Linked DNA regions of Mus musculus: region 2 is linked to region 1. The links are chromatin contacts, called in public promoter capture Hi-C maps. All regions are on one chromosome and are shown on one strand. The core of a region is the stretch at or near the end of the contact, and the rest is flanking DNA. Distances in the headings are between cores, read along the strand shown. Region 1 holds the start of 1700057G04Rik (RIKEN cDNA 1700057G04 gene). Region 2 holds the start of Plod2 (procollagen lysine, 2-oxoglutarate 5-dioxygenase 2).

Region 1 (6,771 bases), core at 1,730-4,229:
TTAAATGCCCAGTGTGCAGGAGCACCATTCTCCAGGTCAGGAAAGCAGGAGCCACAGTCAGCTTATGCTGGTGTGTCCCAGACTAATGCAAGCCCCTCCCCTGCAAACTGCCTAACAGGTTATCAAAACTACCTACCTGCCGAGGTATAAAGTACATGCTCTCCAATGCCAAGAACATTATAGGGTCTTGGGAATCTGAGAGGTTGAAGGGAGTGGAAGAATTCTTAGCAGATAAGACATGCTTCATTCACCAACACACAAACCACTAGACAAGTAAACAATGGCAGCACATGGACACACACCAGTCGACACACACCTACATATTCAGGCCCGCACACAATAGGTGGGGACACATAGACCTTTAGCCATTGGCTGGCAGAAGCCCAAATCACACACCTCTGACCTTAAAGCTATATTCACACAAAAGTAGTATTTTTTCCCAAGAATTGTCATTTAACATATTATATCACCCTTTACTGTTAGATATCCAGATATCTGAGTTAGCTGCTGTGATAGTTTAAGTGAGAATAGATCATGTACCCTCATATATGTGGATACTTGGTTCCAGGAGGTTAGAACAATTAGAGAGAGATTGGGAGGTGTGGACTTGCTGCAGAAGGTGTGTCACTAAGGTGTTGGTGTTGGTGTTGGTGTTGGTGGGGTGGCCTTGAGGTTTTGAGGTTTCAAATGAATTATGTTATTCTCTCTCTCTCTCTCTCTCTCTCTCTCTCTCTCTCTCTCCTCTTCCTCCTCTTCCACCTCTTCCACCTCTTCCTACTCTTCCTCCTCCTCCTCCTCTTTGCTTCCTACTTGTAGATCAAAATGCAGGCTCTCAGCTGTTTCTTCAATCTGCTGCCACCAACTAGCCTTTTGAAGTTGTAAGTCTTGTTAGCACTAAGCTGATGCACGGTCCCCTGAATGTCCAGTAGTAGCCCTGTTGCCTGAGTATCTAATTATAAACTGCCCCTTGAGGATGTTTTGTTCCGTGTACAGGGCTGTTGTCACACCAAAAAACTGCTTCCTATAAACTGGTGATTTATGAACAAAATTGAAAAACTTTAGACAATTTCTTAAGTACCAGCATTTTTTCCTGTTTAAGAGTGGAGATATTTCCTGTGCACTAAACCTATTCTTCAGTATCTCAAGGCTTACCTTATCTGATTTGTCCCCTGACTTTCAATGTCACAGGTAGACAAAGATCTTACTTTCAACTTTCAACTCTTCTGTACCTTTTGCTTTAAAACTGTTAGCTCAGATATTTAACCTCACTACACCTAACTCCTCTTTGAATACGTAAACAAGTTCTCTGACTGATAAGTACACAACTCTCTGCTGAATCCTGACAATCCATCTGCCTGCTGGACATTCCAAAAGCAGCTATTTAATTGGGGTTAACCTTAAAGGCATCCATAGCCACTCTAAGGGCAGATACACATGGAGGAGGAAATTGCTCACTTCATGGTAACCAGAAAGCAGTCAGAGAGGGGGAAGGGAAAGTTCACTATTTGTAGGGGTACGCCAATTACTTCTTCCAATTCTGGTCAACCTCCCACCTTCTCTAGGTAATGGCACTAAGTTATGAATCAATCAACGATGAAGCCTTTATCATTTAATTCTCAATGCATGATTCATTTCCTGAGGAAAAATCCTTCAAAACATGAACGTTTTGGGGAGACACTTAATATTTAAACTATAATAAACATACTTAGGATGTTTAGCATTTTTTTATGTCACATTCAATGTAAATTTCTAAGATTTATTTTGTATATGTGGGATTTTTAATTTGTTCAAACTACTTGTTGATGCATTTTTCTACTAATCTTTATATAGCCACAGTTCATGTCTTGAGAACTTCTTCCTAAGCAGGAATGAGTGGGTTGGTGAGCAGGGGGAAGGGGAAGGAAATAAGGGGTTTTCGGAGGGGAAACCAGGAAAGGGCATAGCATTTGAAATGTAAATAAAGAAAATATCTAGTAATAATAATAATAATAATAAAGAACTTCTTCCTAGATAGCACAAGGATGCCAACCTTCACCATCTCTCCCTTGGGTAATGTTCTGGTAAAATAAAAACTTTAAATCAAAAAATAAGCGAATGTTTTTACCCTTACAGATGTTTGTTTTGTGTATTTGGAAAGAATATTTGGGAGTCCTTTCAAAGAGTAGCCTTCTTTTAAGGAGAATTTAAAGTATATTAAGCTATAAATTTGAATCTTAGTATTATTGACAGAGGAACATAGTCTTTTAAATCCCAAGTAGAAGACATGTGGAAAGAGTGAAGACCAGAGGCATGTCTGACTTCAAGGGAACAATGTCTTCAAGACACAGCAGGGCAGCTGCACATATGAACTCACAGCAGTTGTGACCGCACACACTTACACACTTACAGGGGTGTAAGCACAAACCAGACCAAATCCCATCATGGAGAAAAGAGTAGAAAAGTAGAAAAGATCAATTATACCTTATAGCCATGGAGCTATTGGCAGTTATTATCTTCTGGGGCGAAAAAAGGAATTGTATCAGAGTGTAGCCTCTGGTAAGTCGACCATGCTCTAGTGGGGGGAAAAAAAACCACATCAAGACTATTTGGGTAACAAGACTTGCTGTTATAGGATAAATAAATAAGTAAGTAAATAAATACAAATAAACAAACCAAAAAATTGGGTGGATAAGAAAAAAGGGATTGAATCTGTACACACTTGCAGAAGGAGGGATAAATATGATCTAAACACTGTATGAAACTCTCAAAGATCTAATAATAATGATAATAATAGAAGATAATATTATCTAACAAACATTTCTCTGTTTACACAGGTAGTATATTTCTTCAGAGACTATTTCTTTAGAAGAATAATGATCCATGTACAGTTCTATAAATACTCTGAGATCTATAGAACTAGTGAGCTTCTAGGTTCGGAATGGAATGTTAATTGTTGTAGCTGCTTACATCTCCACATTCTGGACCTTTCCTAATAATAACATAACTACTGGAGTGTAAGACAGATGAAGGCCAGTCTTCCATCCATAACCTCTAAGGTAGCCATTTCATAACTATCTTTCAGACACTGTTGTCCTTTGGAATTTTGATGATCATAACTGACTATAACTACATTTTTGCCTAGGATCTCATTTATATCTGCCTGTCTAACTCATATCAGGTGTATTGGGTGATGTGGGCCATTAAAACAAGACCATATCATGGTGGGCTATAAGAGTAGAAAACTACTTCTCACAGTCTAGAGGCTGAGATTTGACGTCTGATGAAACCTGGCTCCCTCATAGTCTTGACTTTTTAATATTTTTTCTTCATAAATCAATCACTTTATGAGTTTCATTTCTTACTATTTGGCAGACAAATATTCAGGCCATTAAACTAAAAAGCTATTCTTGAGACAAAAGACTTCAAATTTGAGTTGATGCTTCATTGATGTTGGTGTGATATTGGTGAAGATCTTGACATTTTTGGAGATATTGACTAATATTCTGAGTTCTTGAGCTTCTGCTTTGTGATTTCGTGTCTTTATTAGGAATCAGGTTTTTATAGTTCTATATAGAACTATAAGAGTCAAATATTCTAGTTGGATTATAACAAATGCCTCCAAACCCATTTTGCTACTGACATACAAATATATGTGAAACTTACATGACCCTCAAGAGGCCTTAAGTTTTCCTACCCTCTTTTCAAACTGTTCATACGCATGTCAAAATCTGTCATGTGCTCCTGTTCTCCCCTTCTTTCTTGGAACACGTGGATTCATTTCATAGATGTCTCATTTATCAGTCTCAGTGAAAAGATATTTCTAAGGCTCATATTTTAATCTTTAAAACTAGGGTGAATGCTTGACCTGGAAATGATTTGGACGTTCTCACTTTACATCAACAGTGAATGTTTTCAGAGATAAGATACTTCAAAAGTATGTGATCATATAACCAGAATCTGAGCCAGAGGCCCAATTCAGGAGTTCCAACATAAAAAGTCTAGGTTTTGGTATTAAGAAAATAAACAGAAAGTAATGATGAGGACTCAAGAGTGAATTTTATGCAAAACATACACTTTGGAAAGGGAGAAAATTAAATATCTGAGCACATCTTTGGGATAGTTACAAACTTTATCATTAAAGAGAAGACCAATTGGACAGACAGTGAGAAGTGTACATTGTTAAGCAGTCTTGATCAACCTGTGGTCTGGTGATGATTATCTCAGTTTTGGTTTCGCAGAGTGCTTCTAATGAAGTGTTTTAATAAGACAAGCTAGATCTAGAAAATTATTGCTCCTACTGTGTCTAAGAATTTCTCATCCTGGGTTTAGGACATGACTGGTTGCTTCTATGGGACATTTCTACAATGCAGAGCTAGATAATACTAAAGCCAAAAGCAAAGTACTAGAGCTACTATTATCTTTGTGCTATAAATCTTGAAGGAGAAAGAAAGATGTTAGATTCCACAAGTGTAGAAGATATCTATAAATTATTGGCATATTTTTGTACAGAACTCCACAAACTTACCCCAAAGTAAAGATAGAAATGAAATTAGGAGTGCCAAGGTTTTTTCCTGCTTCTATCTACACTATGGGCTAAGTAAAAAGTTATTTTTTTTAGTAATATCGGGTTCCTAGATGTTTATTAATAGTCTCACGGAATAAAGTCAAAATTTCTCCAACATTAAAAAAATTATCTCTGAGAGATAATGTGAAATCCATACTTTTATTTGAATATTTTAATGGAAATAACTGTGTGATTGTTGATATCCTTTAAGTAAAGAATAGGTCTTTGAAGAAATTTAAAAAAAAATGTTCTAGAATTAAATATAAAAGAAAATACAATCTATCTATGGGATGCAAGGAAGGAAATCCTGAGAGAAAAGTTTACTGTAATGTGGTGGTTTGAACAGGAATGGCCTGCATAAACTCATATTTGAACGTTTGGTCCCAAATTAGTGGAACTCTTTGGGAAGGATTAGGAAATGTGGCCTGGTTGGAGGAGGTGTATCACTGGGGGTGGTTTTTGAGGTTTAAAATGCCCATGGTATTACTTGTTAAGGCTCTCTTTCTAGTATATAGATCAGACCTAAGTCCTCAACTACTCCTCTAGCATCATGTTCCTACACCATGATGGTCATAAGCTTACCCTCCAAAGTATAAGTCCCCAATAAAGCTCTTTCTCTCTAAGTTTTTTTCAGGTATGGTGATGTTATTTTAACGGCAATAAAAAAGTAACTAAGACAAGCACTAAATCCCAGCATTACATTCTCAGAGAGATATCAAATGAACAATTTGTTGATGCTTCTTAATGTATTATAAGAAACAACATCAAACAAACTATAACTGTAGAAGACAGGAAAAAAGATCAGGGCATAAATCAGTGAAAACAAAACAAAAAAGCAAGGAAAGTAGTCAACAGAAAGAGTCTTTTAATGAGTAGTTTCTATAAAAAGTAAAAAGGGGTTGTAGAGTTCTCTCAGAAGTTATAAGCACTTGTTTCTTTTGCAGAGGACCCAGGTTTGTTTCTCAGCCCCCAAAGCCACTCTTAACTGTTGTCCAGGGTATCTGACACTCTCTTCTGATCTCAGGCACTAAGCATGCATGTGTTGCATATACATATATGTGTCAAAACACTCATACATATAAAATAGGATGAATCTAAAAATATGTTAAGATAATTAAGACTTTATTCAAATTAAAAAGCAAAAAGAGCCAAATAAATAACATTTTAGAGAATTAAAAAGAGACATTACAACAGAAACTAATAAAATTTAGAAAATAATGATGACATTTCTTTAAAGCTTATATTTTTGTGTGTATATACATACACACATGCATACATGTAAATCTGTTTTTAAAAAAAATCAAATCAAATCACCAGTACTAGTCATGAGAAACTCCTTTTTGAGTCATTAGTCAGAAGAATTCAAGAGACTCTCCAAACAACGCAGGCTCTTTTGCTCTTTGGTGGCCTCTAAGAGGTTAACAGTAAATTCTTTTTGCTAAAGACATCAAGTACTGTGGGCCCAGGACTTGGAGGATGCAAGCTGGATCTGGCCAGACAGCCTCCTTCCTGAAGACTAAGTTTTATAGTCCCTGAATGGGCTATTTAAACTACCAAGGCAGACATGAAACCAATAATCCTAGTCAATTTGTGAAGCCTATGAAGTACAAAATAATCATCATGACAAGATGTCTCTAAAGGTGCAATGGTGGCATTCATATCTTGGTGCTAACCAATAGTTGTCTAATTGGATTTAAGACCCACTCTGCATAAAGCAATTCATGGCTAGTACTTGAAACCTGGACAGTTTTCCAGAGCTAGAGATGACATGGAGGAGAACAAATGACTGCCACTTTACCAAACAAGCATGGTTCCTAAAAGGATTCTGAATACTCATTCTTATATCCACAGATAAACATAGCTTCCATCACTTACTAAAAGAGAGTTGGTACAACAAAGGATCTTTTCAACAGACAGACCATTACAGAAAATAACAACTGATAAGATACAAGAAACAATTGACTATGTCTGTCTATCTATAATGGGAATATCTTACAACACAGCTCCTGTTTCTAAGGCTCAGTTAGATTAAAAGCAAAATGAGAGCTATAGCAAATAATCTTCCAATTAGTAAAGGGCCTTGTACAGACGGATTCACTATTGAGTTATCAGACCTTTAAAGGATAACTTAAATCAATGCTTCTCAAATTATTCTGTCAAATTAAAAAAGAAAGTGGGGACACTTCCAAATTATTTCTACAAAATGTTCCCTGACAAGAAAAGCTTAC
Region 2 (6,771 bases), core at 1,102-3,601, 230 kb after region 1:
AGGACTGATCGATGGCCATGGTTCAGTATAAACCTTCAGTCTTGCCATTGTGTGAGTTGTTATAGACCCAGCTTTGTTCTCCTCCAGTGTCTTCTCTAAGAGCTGTACCTGATTTTGTTACCTGTTTTCATCCAGATTCACTGGGGAAGAGGACAATTTTGCTTTTGTTTCTTGGCAGGAACCGCTTGATTCTGAAACTCTTTTGAGAAGGCATGGCAAGAAGCCAAATCAGGTGTAGAGTAGAGGAAAGGAGAAGAGAGTGCTATACAGATTTTGGAGAATAAAAACAAAACATTCATCTTGTGGTGAGAGACAAAGTATGCCAAACCAATCAAGTGTAGGATACAGAATGAGGTGGCTTATATTTTAGTGAAATAATTTGAATTGTAGGCAAATGGGTTAGGATTGTTTCCGGTTCTGTGGAATCTTTGTGTTTAGGGATGAAAACAAAAATCATGAGTATGATGGGTCAAGCCATAATACAGAGTTCCACAGTTTGGGTACAGGAAGCAGCCACAGGAAAGTTGGCCAGTGATAAAAAGCTTGAACCAGGGCATCAAGAGGTATGTTACTTAAGCAGGAAAGAATGAATGGAAGAAGGCAGAGAAAATGTGAAGAAAAATATAACAGTCCTCTAGGTTGGTGCTAGTGAGAGCAGAGATTGACAAAAATCTGGAGCCATGTAAGTAAGAGGATCATTAATGAAGATAAAGAAACTAGGTGTAAGATCTGGATTTGATGAGCTAAAGAAGCTGAGTGTTTGCCATGGGAAGTAGATATTTGTGGAGTAGACAACTCCAGCCTACAGGAGGGCTGGAAACCCGAGAGGGCTGGAAGGATTTGGTTTCAGGTTGTTACTGAAGCGTCTGGCTATTTTGAAAGTCTCAGAGACTATTGCTTTATAGAGGCTCTTAAGTTCTGCCTTTGAGACTCAACAGACTGTCATGGTAACCAATAATTACTGGTAGGCTCTACAGCTAAGCATACATGGAAATTCCATCACTAGCCAGGCAAGTTGAAGACTCCAGAGGTTCGGGGAAGCAAGAAATCAAGTTCAAGGAACTTGGCAGGCCCAAGTCTGGATTTCTGGAAACATATTTAGCCAAATGACCAGCCCTTCTTCTGAGGGCTGATTCTACTTGCCCCTGCTTGGATTCATGACGCTGCACCTGCCACCCACACTGTAAAAGAATCCACTTCTTAGCTGACCCTCTTCAGAGAAAAAAAAGTTTCACTTCATTCTTCCTTACTCCATTCTTCTGCAATCACAGTTTCCATTTCTTTGACTATTTCTACTCATGTCTGAAGTTTCCCCAATTTTCCTTTATTAAAAAGAGGGAGGAGGACAGACACACCAAGACCTTCAAAACAGCAAGGACTGGCTCAGTCTCATGATTATTTTTTCCTTTAAATGTCACACTCCTAATATTTACACATTTTCCCACCTGCTTTCAATCTGCTAGCTAGTATTCCTCTTGAATTTATGCCAATTTTACAAAACCTGTGATCATAAACTTTGAGTAATTTTAACTTTAAAAAATCAGACTTAGAACGAGTATTTCCTTTCTCCTCCCATTGCAGGAAGATTTAACTACGAGCTTCTTGAACGCGGTCAATTTGATTCTTTCTTCATTTTTAAGCATACACGGAGTGTGTGAGACAAAGTTGTCAAAACTTTCACCCCTGCACAACTCAGTTTAAATCCTGGGACTAAAAGTGTAAAAACCAGAGGACAAATGACTTTGCATAGACATACTAATCAAAACCCAAAGCAGTGGAGGTAGCTCCCAGGAGACCAGGAATGGCTCCTCTACATCTTCGGAAGTAATTTTCCATGTGCCTGGCAGGGCGATCTTGTTAAAGCACAGCCTCAGGTTGCCCAAGCTGGGCTTGGACTCCGTCGGGTTTACAAGCTTCATTACTGGAAAGAGTCTATGGCTCTCCTGGCACCAGCAGCGGCAGAGATGTTCACCGGACAATGAAAAGTTTCTGTTTACAGACTAAAATCAAAGCATGGCCTTCCTTGACACGGTGATGGCGAAGTTCAGAAGGAACAGCTGGGAGTGTGACAAGCGCCTACTCAGCCAAGCAGACTGAAGCCCTCGCAGTCACCACTCACCTCCGGGAGCGCCGGGTTCAGTAGAGAAAGAAGGTCTAGCCAGGGCGTGCCGAGGAAGCTTCTGGAACCCCGGGAGAGCAGAGGGGCGCACGTTCCACAAGCAAGCTCCCTGGAGCCCCGGCGTGAGGCGGTGCACGTAGGCGTAGGCGACTCGGAGGGTGGGGGTGCAGCCGGGATAGCCCGGGACGCGGGGTCCCGGAGCAGCGCCCCGCCCCCGGCCCTGGCCCCGCCCTCCTTGGCTGCTCTTAAGCCCGCGCCGCGGGCGCCTCCGGTTCCGTCGTCCGCTCCTTGCGCTCGGACTCCGCCGAAGTCCGCTCAATCCTCTCCGTGCTCTTCGGTACCCACGCAGTCCTCCCAGTCCGCCCTCCGCTCCAGCCCCGGGCTCACGTCTGGTCCTGCGCTCTTCGGGGTCTCAGCGTCTCGCGAGAAGTCCTCGCCACAGGCCTTCGGCTCCCGGGTTCAGGGGCGGATGGGGGACCGCGGAGCGAGGCCGGGGCGGCTGATGCCCATGCTCGCCCTGCTCTCCTGGGCGGCCGGCCTGGGCGTGGCGGAGGAGACGCCCGGGCGCATCCCTGCAGGTGAGCTCTGCTTGCTGGTTTCCACCGGCGGTCTAGAGAGAACTGGGCATGTTTCCTCTTTGCTTGCTCCATCCCTGCGGGACCTAGCCGCGGGGCTCCCTGCTTTGAGATTGGCAGGGACCTCCTTTCCTGCGCCCCGGGAAGCAGCTTGCCATCCTGCCTCTGTCTACACGCAGCGCTCGGGACCCGGCTACGATCGGACCCAGTGTGCTCCCACCCACTCCTCCTTCCGTTACACTTTGGGGCGTCCCTGAGCCCTGGCCCTGGCCGGTGTTCGGAAGCTGAGCTAAAGCTAGTAGTTGGAGGCAAGTTCGTGTGAACAAAACTTTCTGGGTTCAGCCAGAGGAGAGCCCCGCCGCCTATTTGTCTCAACGGGACTTGCAGCGCTGCTGTATCGCGCAGGGGAGTTCTTTGGTCCTTTCTACTTCTGGGCCCTGGGCTCAGCTCCCTGGAACTGAGCCTTGCGTTTAAATGACCCGATGCACTCTGGTGATGAGTGGGTGGATGCGCTAATTTTGCATTCTATAGTAACTAATTAGATTCTTTTCCTCTGGAAACTAAGGCGAGGAGCAAACATTTCTACCTTGGAATTCCAATTCAGAGGGTAACACTTGGCACAAGTCCAGTTGGACCCTGTAACCATCGGTTTTTGTCTTTCTCATGGCGCAATAGGTGAAACTTAAGGACTCAGAAGCACCTGGTTCTGTGGAACAGTGCTCGCTTTGTTGGCTGCAGTCACAGGGAAATCTGAACCTGTATGAGTATTCTGATTTTGAAGTAACTTTTATCTCATATCAAAGGTATTTCTTTCAGCATAGTACTAGAAAAATCACACAGATAAATGAGAATAGAGACAGAATATAAGACTTTACTCTGAAAACGGTCTTTGTTAAAACACCAAAAGCTTTTATTGATAAGTAAAAATAACCGCCAGGATTTGCTAATTTTAGAGTTTGGCTTCAGCTTCTGTCTATTTTATGCCACCTCGATGCGACTTCTCACTTGTTTACAGAGTATATCCATGCCAGGCTGCTACCTTTAAATTTGAGGTTAAAAACAAACAAACAAACAAAACAAAACAAAACAAAAAACCCAAACAAACAAAAAAAACAACAAAAACTTCCCTGTGCAAGCTTTTACATTTCATGGAATTGGATGTTAAATTTTAAGGGATTGTAATATCTAAGGCAGGGGATTTGAGATACGAATGTTTTTCATATAAAGCCTATGGTTAATATCTGAGACATGGTTTCTGTGGTGGTAGGTGGGCCCAGAGTTCAGTTATGAGCTAAATGTTGGAAATGTTTCTGCATTAATGGAGCCAAGTGAGGAGTAGCCATTCTGGTTACACACACAGATAGATGGTTTCACATGTTCTGTGGTAAGCTAATAGATGCAAAAGATGCATTGTTTGGTTATTTGGTCAGATTTATTATCAGCTGTGGTAAGTTTTATCCCTGAAGTAGTATAACTGGAAATTACTACATGGATATTACTACATAAATAATCTTTCAGGTCTAAGTTGTCTAGATGAGTGGGCTTTCAAGAGTGCAGATCACCTGTGACAACCCCCCCCCCCCCCATTATTTGTCAATGTGTTCCAGCTGGTCAGTAAAAAGAATATTCAGAGCTGGGGAGATGGCTCAGTTAGTAAAGTACTTGTACCAAAAGTGTGAGGACCTGAGTTCTGGATCCCCAGGGTCTACTTAATAGCTAGGCCTGGTGGCCTGTGCTTATAACCCCATTGAGGATGAAATAGACTGTAGGCAGATCCCTGGAGCTGACTGGCTACCTAGTGTAGCCTGCTTGGCAAAGCTTGCTTGGCTAATGAGATCCTGTGTCAAAAAGAGGTGGTGGCTGGTACCCGAGGGATGACTCCTGAGACTGTCTTCATGCCTTCACATGCAACCCCCCCCCCACCAGTGTGTGCTCACTCTCCCACATAAAAGGAATGGGCCCTCTTGATAATTTGAGCCATACCCCCTTTGTAGGAATTGCAAGTCTAGCTTTTTCCTTGACCTCTACCTACTAGATGGCAGTGGCGCCCAGCTATGAAAGAGGGAACAAAAGAAGGCTTCAGCAAAAGGCCAGCCTCTTGAGAGGCAGATGATCCAGGCTTGAGAATCACTGCACAAGATAAATAGGTGTCCTAGAGGCAATGTGACATTACAATGCTATCAGCGGGATTATAGGTCCTACTCTGCCCTTCCATTTAGTTTTGAGAGTTTTCTGGAACTTCTGGGCTCACGTGAGCCTCCTACTTCAGCTTCCTGAGTAGTTGGGATGGCAGGTTTTAGTTGTTTAAAAGCCATTTTTCTTCTAGCAGTTTTCCATTGTGACGGTGAGTGTGCTTCTGGAATAAATTTCCTGGCTTTGGCTGTGAGTTCAACACTTGGGAAAGTCCTGCTTGTTACAGCAACTGAAAGGTCTGCTGTGTGCTGCCCTGGATGTCTTTTGGCAGCCCTAGTAGTCCAGGCTCAGAGAGACTATCGAAAAGATTTCGGTTAAAATCATTTGTCCCCATTTGTCCTCGCAGCATTTATCAAACTTTTCTTTCCTGGAGCTTTTCCCAGGCAGAGGTCGTCAGTCAGGTTCTAACGTTGATGCTTCTTTCTGTACTCCATGCCTTCTAGATGAGAGAAGTGGGAGAGGGCTTTCCTGCCAAGTCTTTGCAGTCCGGATGCTAGTCCTGGATCCAAACTAGTGAGTGCTTTTAGAGGTATCTTGACTATTTTATGGACTCCATTGGGCCAAACCCAAGTCTGGAGCAAAATTGAAAGAGATGGTTTCAGACATTTCTGTTAAGACCAGCATTTTTCAATGATGTTCATTTATAAGCTCTTTAATTTGCTATGCTGCGTTCGAGGAAGGAAGAGAAGGCTTGTCCCCTATCTGCTGATGCAAACCAGCAATTTACAGGGCGGAGAGGGAGACAGTGAGTCCCCAGAGAGGCTGTGGGAAGGGAAGGCGGGAAGCACCATCTCGGGACTCTGCCTTTCCTGCTCTTCTCCCCAGTCTGAGACCTGGGAGAGCCCGCACTTGCTCTCTTCTGTGTTTGCTTTCCTTTCTTTTATAATACGGCCAGTTTCTGCAGCTCAAACCTGTTTTGCTTTGTGCTTATAATTTAATGACTTAGACTTTGTGAAGCAGAGTTTCACAGTCTTCAGAATGCACACCTGGCCCATTTACCACAAAAAAGATTCACCGTTTATTTTGTAAAGCTTAAGGTCTCTTTTAAGAATTAGGAAAAGCAGCATGCAGCCATTGAGGTTAGTAGGTGCGCTTCTTCCAGGCCTTCAGCTAACTTGTCTCCGTGTTCTTTCTCACTCGGGGACCCTTGCTACCAAGATTTAAGCGTGCCCTGTCAGCCAGGTCTGTATTTCTGAGCTGTTGTTAGCAGCTCCTTTCCATAGCTTGTGTTCCCCCCCACCCTCCTTGATTTCTCTTGATCCGAGACAGTGCATTCACTATTCTCATCAGGTGCTTGTATGGCACAATCAGCTATAGGACCAGAGTTGAGATTTGGGGTGTTTCATACCCCCCCCACAAGGCCACTGGGAACTATAAGAGGAGCCCGTTCTCCTTCTGCACTCTTTCTGTTTTCTCCATGCCCTACCTGCCCTTGGTATTGTTCTGTTGGACTTTTGGGTATTTGGGAAAGAAATAGCAACTGGGCTTCAGTGACTTAGAGCGATGGTTGTTTACCAGGGAAAGCATGCTGTTCGTAGGTTATGCATATGGTGGCTTACGTGCAAGACTGACTGAAGGCCAATATGCCCCTCAGCCAGGGACAGAATGCAAACCACAGGCCAAACCCACAAGGTCAGACCCAGCTTTGTGCTTCATATGGCCTTTCAGCAACCAGACTCCACAATTTAGGATAGATGGAAAAGATCAGAAGGCGAGTCATATATCATAGCCTGTGAAAACTTTATGAACTCGGAGCTGTATTGGCTGCAGTCGCATTCATGTGCTGACATATTGTCTGTGGTGGCTCGAGCGCTCCCAGGCAGAGCTGAGTCGTTCCCCACAGATGGAATTGACTACGCAGTCTTAAAATGTTTACCGGCTTGC

What was found. Promoter capture Hi-C pulls out the DNA fragments that hold promoters and counts their contacts.
Region 2: a promoter capture Hi-C map of the HPC-7 cell line shows a contact between it and region 1. The contact joins the promoter of Plod2 here to the promoter of 1700057G04Rik in region 1. A contact is called at or near these places in 5 of 39 promoter capture datasets (the 3T3-L1 cell line, the HPC-7 cell line, hippocampal neurons and 2 more), 1 of 484 Hi-C or Micro-C datasets (nephron progenitors), 2 of 115 datasets of contacts at active chromatin or transcription factors (the 230-238 cell line and large pre-B cells) and 2 of 9 other capture datasets (adipose tissue and macrophages).

Annotation. Positions count from the first base shown.
Region 1 is chr9:92,306,398-92,313,168 of GRCm38.p6, forward strand. It overlaps 1700057G04Rik (RIKEN cDNA 1700057G04 gene), which reads left to right and starts at 2,980. Exons shown (of 7, transcript NM_001033184.3): 1 at 2,980-3,035.
Region 2 is chr9:92,539,872-92,546,642 of GRCm38.p6, forward strand. It overlaps Plod2 (procollagen lysine, 2-oxoglutarate 5-dioxygenase 2), which reads left to right and starts at 2,352. Exons shown (of 19, transcript NM_011961.3): 1 at 2,352-2,697. The coding sequence starts at 2,589. It overlaps B430319G15Rik (RIKEN cDNA B430319G15 gene), which reads right to left and starts at 2,998. Exons shown (of 1, transcript NR_029474.1): 1 at 1-2,998.